Regions from separate parts of the Zea mays genome. Here region 2 is linked to region 1. The links are chromatin contacts, called in public Hi-C maps. All regions are on one chromosome and are shown on one strand. The core of a region is the stretch at or near the end of the contact, and the rest is flanking DNA. Distances in the headings are between cores, read along the strand shown. Region 1 has its middle 38 kb from the start of LOC109939522. Region 2 overlaps LOC100278461.

Region 1 (3,458 bases), core at 718-3,217:
AATGGCGGTCAGACAGGGGATTCCTGCATTGCTCTTCCTAGAAACTGTAGCGGGTTTTCTAAAGCTAGTGGAACTTTGTAAAGGCCTCGTAGTGGATCCCTAGCCATTAACCTCGAAAGTGTCTAAGGGCCTTGCAAATCCAGGCAACATGGGATATACGACTTGTGGGTACAGGGTACAACCTCTACAGAGTGTAAAACTGGTATACTAGCCGTGGTCACGGTCATGAGCAGCTCAAGACTCTCGCGTGATTAAATTATGGAACTAAATTCAATTTGTCATTTTCATTGCATGGGATTTATTATTAATTTTGTTCTATTATTATTATGGTTTGGTATTTACTTACATTTAGTAACTGCTAATAAAAATTTAACCAACTTATTAAAAGCAATGCTCAGCTTTAACCCTTATTATTGACCAGCCTTACACATCACATGAACTCCCACCTTTGGTGAGTTCATGCACATTATTCCCCACGGGTCAAGAACAGGTATCATATGATGAGACACATGTAGGACGCTGCGATGTGTTCTTGAGAGGTTTAGGCCGTCGTCTTCCAGTCAACTTTGGGTTGCTGGATCGTTGTCTCCTTATGATGTAATTATTTATTTATTTTGTACAGAATTCCTACTATATAGTAAAGTTGTGACATTCATTTCTATACCATGGTTCATCATATGTGTGAGACTTGGTCTCAGCACACTTGGTGATTGCGTTTGCGCCCGGATCCCTAAAACCCGGGTGTGACAATCGATAACAGATTTTTTGTCGGATACCATGTAAGACACCATTCCAGACATATCACAGTTGTTGTAATCATTTAGCCACTCTTTGAGTCAAACATTTTTTAGGATTAGAAGTGGACATATTTTTTGCCTCTATAAAATTTCATAAATTTCTAAGACTATTTGTGTACTATTAATTTCTTTCTACAGAAAATCATCAAAATACAATTAAATTCATAAAATATTAAAGAGTCGACTGAAAATTGCAAATAAATTACCTAGACAAATAAATATTCTATAAGAAGATAACCTCAAGTCCGCACATGAAAATGATAAAGCGAAGTATTGATTATGTTAAAACTTAAATACTTAGACTGATTTCACATGTAACTCAAGCAACAAGTGGAAGTTAAATGGAAGAAACACTAACATCTTGTATATTTTATAGTCCAAATATTTTTGAGGATTATATGTGGACATATGTAGCACCTCCGAAAACTTTCATAAATTTTTAAGGCTATTTGTGTATTATTAATTTCTTTCTAAAAAATCAACAAAAAACTATTAAATTTATAAAATATTCTAGTGTTAACCAAAAAATGAAAATAAGTTTTCAAGATTAATAAACATTCTATAAAAGATAATCTTAGAGTAAAAAATAGAGTACTGATTATGTTGAAACTTGAATACTTAGAGCGATTTCACATGTAACTCATATGGGAAATGAAAGTAAAAAACGGAAGAAATGATGGCATATTATGGATTTTATGGTCCAAATATTTCTGAGAATTATTTATGGACATATGTTACGCCTCCGTAAAATTTCATGCATTTGAGGCTATTTGTGTATTATTAATTTTTTTTAAAAAAAATCATTAAATGCACATAGATATCCGGATAGATCTTCGAAATCTAGATATCGGGAAAGATATCAAATATCCAAAATCTGATGGATATCAAGAATCGATATCTAAACTATAATATCCGAATCTAAAAACCGGATATGTTGTGGATATCTGAATAAACTATTCAATTGAATAATTATCCTCTTCAGACCATTGGATGCTCCGGTTACACCTGTGCTCCACCAGCCTGCTCATCACCACCCGTACCGTACGTCGTCCTGCACAATCCAGCGATGAGCAGCGGCGAGTCTAATGACTTGGTGAGTGAGTCTGGCAGCCGAACGCGTGCTCAGGTGCAAGCTGTGCGCTACAGTCCATCCAGTCATTCCCATTCCCATGGCGTGTGCGGTGCGGGTGCGGCCGTGCGGCGTGGGCCTCGCTCTCGGCCCATCCCCACCGTCCAAACCGCCCGCCAACTCGCGCCGGCTGAAGAATCCTCCCGGATTCCATTCCGCGCGCTGCGTCGTCGCCCGTCGGACAGACCTGCTGCGCAGCACGACTCGCTGGGACGCCACGCCCAACTGCATGCGTCAGTGCACACCGCACCTTCTCTGTCCAAGTGATCAAGCCCCCTGCTATAAATAATTGCACTCGCGCCAACCCACTACCGGCACCACACCACATCGACCGGAAAACCAGCCAACCAAACCAAGCAGCTCGATCATCTCAGCTCCGTCCGGAGTCCCGGACCAGGTGCGTGCCTGCCAAAAGAACCCGAGCCAGCAAGGAGGAGGAGAAGCGCACGCGCAAAGCGCGATGGGCAGTTGCTTCTCTTCCATGGGCGAGGACGCGGCCGGCTATGGCGACGAGAGGAGGGTCAGGAGGGTGTGGCCCAGCGACGACGACGGCGGCGAGTGGGACGTCGACAACAGGGCCGCCATCTACATCGCCACGTTCCACAGCCACCAGAAGAACGACCAGCATCAGCAGCAGCAGGCGCCGGCCGCCACTGCCGCCCAGTGACAAGACTTGTTGGCTTTTGCAGCATGGAATGAAAATCCGCGCGAGATGAAGACAGTTCTGTAGTCGATCGTGTCTTGTTTTTGGTGGATCCAAATCCAATCGGTTTATGCGTGACTGCCATCCCTTCCACTTTTCCTTCCTTTCTCCCTCCATCGAGCTAGCTAGCTGCTAATGAATAATCATATCGAGGGATTAGTCTAGACTATGTAGTATGCATGCATGTAAATTTGCTCCATATATAATACACGTGTGTGTATATATATATATATATATATATATATATATATATATATATATATATATATATATATATATATATATATATATATATATATATATATATATATATATATATATATATATATATATATATATATATATATATGTGTGTGTGTGTGTGTGTGTGTGTGTGTGTGTGTGTGTGTGTGTGTGTGTGAAGAGACTATCTATATTCTTCATTTTCGAAATATATTCTCTCTTGCAATGCCGCTTCAATCAATTAATCCTCTACTTGTTTTGGTTCTTGCATGGTATACTCCACTTGCGAAGTGTGTTTCAGACCAGGGACATGGATTCTCAGCATGCAAGTCTAATTAACGACGAAAGAAGACGCACGGTGATACGATAATAATTCACTCCATACGTGAGCTACACATGTGGCATAGCTAGCTTCCTAACAAGCACTTTTCCTTTCCACGAAGCACGGTGTGGAGATTTGTCGTTGGACCGAAGCAATTAATAATGAGCGCCATTTTAATTTCGAAATCGATAAGTATGAAATAAAGAAGCCGAGTAGACTCTTCCACACAGAATTCTAGCTGTTTGTGTAGTGAAAGCTCTACGGCATGCATCGGATTGGATCGAC
Region 2 (3,458 bases), core at 487-2,986, 660 kb after region 1:
TCGGGTGTGGTCCGGCAAGCAGTGGCGCAACTCTGGCGAGGCGTGGGTTCATGGGGGCTCAGAGAAGTTATCTGAGTGTCGGTGTGGGGTGGAACATGGTCCAGGTGGTTTGGTCACGGTGGCCGGTGTTCGAAGGCGATGGCGGGGCGCGCTGAGCTCGCCAGAGTTGGCAAGGTCTCAGGTGGAGCTCGGTACTGTGGGGGAGAAGTGTCGGGGTATTGCCTGAGAGCTGGGTGGCCTTTATAGGCGTGAGCGCAGGCGGGCAAGGGAGTGGCCGACCGCGGGTGCCGGGGCACGCGCACACGTGGGTTGGGCGCGCTCTAGCGTGCCATCCCGGGTCGAACACGTGGCTCGTTTGCTTAAGCCCTTCTTCTCGCGCGTGTAGTCACCGTTTCATGCCCGATCTTGGCAAGATCTCTGTACATGGCGTGTTCTCCCAACCTCAAGCATGCTCTTTTGTAGGGGGTTCAAAGATTTCGGCCACTGGTGCAAGAGATACATGGTCTGGAAATATGGACCGTCGGCTAGTGCGGTTCTGAGGCAACACCATCGTTTTGCCTTGTCTAGGGGTGGAGTCCCAATGCCATCTTCTGACAGGGGCTAGGTTGGTTAATTTGACACAACTTTGTCAATTGGAGTGATTAGATTTGGGGTTGTTTTCGTGTTGAACGCGAGAGAGTTCTAATCGGGTCTAAATTTTCAGAGAATAGTGAGCTGAACTTGGTGCTTATTTCTCTCCCTTTTGTGGTTGTTTAGGAAAGTTTCATCCATGTTTTTTAGTGATGATTTGTAGTCTAACTCGTAGTGAACTGATTTGGTATGTTACATTATTAAGTTTTTGGTCCAAGCCTTGGTAGTAAGGTCCATTTAGCTTTCCTTATCTGACTTCTATTTTGCTCAAGATAAGACCAATTAGGGGTTTTAGTTCACCTTACCTTGTTAATGATCATAGGAAGATTCTATAGTGATAACTCTTGGTAACTTGGTATTTACTTAGGGTCTGAGTTTCCATTTATGGCTTTGCTTAGTGCAGTTTTACTCTACTTGTGAGGGTTAAGCTAGTGAAGTCATGCAGAAACCATGTAACACTTGGGGTGTTACAGTCAGCGTTGATAGCAGCATGATCGCCATTGAAGAGCTCGCCCTAGTTGTCGGCATTGACAACAGGAGCCAGGGTTGGTGCAGAGACGTCCGTGGCGACGCGAGCACCTGCATCCTCCTCAATCTGACATAGCCTCGTGCCCGTGTGGACATCTGACCCCGTCAAATGTGCTTCCATGTCAATGCGGAGGCCCGATGATAGTTCAGACAAGCATCGATCAGAGGAAACGATATGAGATTTCAGTGCTTCAATTATGGACTCCTGACCACGCCACCGCGCTTCCTGGGCCGCAAGGCGGTCACTGAACTCGCAAAGGATCTTTGATTGTTCCTCCATGGCCGACTTCAGGTTGGGATCCATGGACTCTGAGATCGATCCCACTAATACCAATTGTCAACAACTAGGAATTGGGAAGCTGAGAATTACAGGAAGACAGACTGGGGAAGAACAGCAGAGGGGGATTTAGAATTGCTTACTGTTTTCTCGTCCTGTCCCTTTCCTATTTCCTACGCTTCCTTTATGTATTCTTTAGGAGCGTTTACAAGCACAAACCCACTTGGCCCACACCTTCATGTGCTTTGCCGCACCCTTTCCTATTGCCTATGCTTCCTTTAAGATTCCTTAGCAGCATTTACAAGCCCAGGCCCACTCGGCACACACCTTCATGTGCTTTGCCGCATCCTGCAGTCGAAGCTGGTACATGCCTAGAGCAAACAATAAGGTATAAAAAAGAATAAGAAATAAAGACCTCGATTTCGAATCTGTTGCTGGAGTTTAGCAAAAAAGGCTCAAAAATAGGAGCAGCCCTTAAAAATCCCTAGAAACCCTATTCTAGTGACCATTGCTAAAACTATCCCTAGCAGTTTACCTACATCCATCTTTATATTCAAACTTCACTTTACAAACGGTACAATATACAATGTACAACAGTACAGTGTTTTGGGTAACCATATACGATCTAACTCTGAACACAGTCCCCGTTGGCTTAACCTCATTAGATTCGTGATTTGCAATTTCGTACACTGAAACTGAGAAAACTCAGGAGGACGCAACTAGCAGAAAAACACATATTTCAGCAATTCGAAAAAGTATTACAGCACAAATACTGCTGATGTATAGTAACTAAATATACAAGATTGGGCTTTCCTATTGCGTCCACTACAGTTGGTACAACGCCGGCACCTATAGAGCCTTGTCCAGAAGGGGAAAAAACAGCATCAATATCACCTCTCCCCGCATCAATAGTCAACATATACCCCACAAATTCTGATGAAGCATCTGTATCTCAACATGGTTGCAACTCGCAAGCAACTAGCCGAATAGTCAATAAGACAAACATAAGCCACAATAACCTCCAGGCTGCGTCTGCAGTGGTCAAAATATTACATAGTGCACATGTGAAGCTTAATATTCCATTAATGCTGCATCAGTCTCTGACAAGGGTGCTGAAAAGCAAGCAACAAGTTTTTGGTCAGGTTGGAAACATTTTGCTTAGTAGAGACATAATGGCTTCCTAGAAACATTATTCATAATCATATCTAATGATGAAATTGAAATATAGGGCATAGCTGTTGAGGAATAAAACAATTCTAACATCATGAAAGCTTATAAGTGAATGCATACTAGTTGAAATATATGAAACCCTAACCCTAATCCAAGCCCATTATAATAGGGGTAATTAGGTAATTACATGAGAACCCTAATCCTAACCCTAAACAGAAGTCTAACACCCACGCAGTCTCAACTCATCATGTACAAATGTTGAGGCTGGATCGAAACTCAGTGAATACACTCAACGATAGCCCCTTGGTGAAGATGGCGGCGAACTGCGAGGTAGTCGGGACACGAAGAACACGAACATCACCGACGACAACACGATCGCGGATGAAGTGAAGGCGTGCTTCGTACACAGATGCTACATGGGGTTGGTGGAGAGGTACACCGCTCTGACGTTGTCACAGTAGACGAGGGTGGAGTGCTCGAGGGGACTGTGGAGCTTCTAAAAAAGCTGGCGGAGCTAAGAGGCATCGGCCACAGCGTTGGCCACAGCGTGGTACTCGGCCTCAGCGCTGGAGCAGGAGACGACGAAATAGCACTTCGAGGCCCAAGAGACGAGGTAGGCGCCTAGGAACACAGCGTAACCAGATGTGATCCGGTGTGTGTCGCGACAGCCAGCCCAATCGGTGTCGGTGTAGACCATTAGCTCCGAAGTTGGGGAGGGTCGAAGTAGAAGGTCGTAGTCGATGGAGCCACGGACCTAACGAAGAATCCGCTTGAGAGCGATGAGGTGGGACTCCCGTGGGGTGTGCATGTGAAGGCACACATGGTGAACGACTGAACGGCGCAGGCAATGTTG

What was found. Hi-C and Micro-C count contacts between places; a contact is called where the count stands out from the background.
Region 2: a Hi-C map of tassel shows a contact between it and region 1, with 6 times the contacts expected there. The contact joins two enhancer-like sites. A contact is called at or near these places in 2 of 25 Hi-C or Micro-C datasets (ear and tassel).

Annotation. Positions count from the first base shown.
Region 1 is chr5:107,267,079-107,270,536 of Zm-B73-REFERENCE-NAM-5.0, forward strand. No RefSeq gene overlaps it. Among protein-coding and RNA genes, the nearest start is that of LOC109939522, 38 kb to the right of the region's middle. Within about 2 kb of position 1,968, at least 14 of the 20 cell types and tissues checked have an H3K27ac peak or open chromatin away from gene starts, as enhancers often do. A contact at or near this core is called in ear and tassel, where this site is marked.
Region 2 is chr5:107,927,470-107,930,927 of Zm-B73-REFERENCE-NAM-5.0, forward strand. LOC100278461 reads right to left here. Exons shown (of 13, transcript NM_001151734.1): 13 at 2,062-2,547. The coding sequence ends at 2,507. Among protein-coding and RNA genes, the nearest start is that of LOC100278461, 51 kb to the right of the region's middle. Within about 2 kb of position 1,737, at least 15 of the 20 cell types and tissues checked have an H3K27ac peak or open chromatin away from gene starts, as enhancers often do. A contact at or near this core is called in ear and tassel, where this site is marked.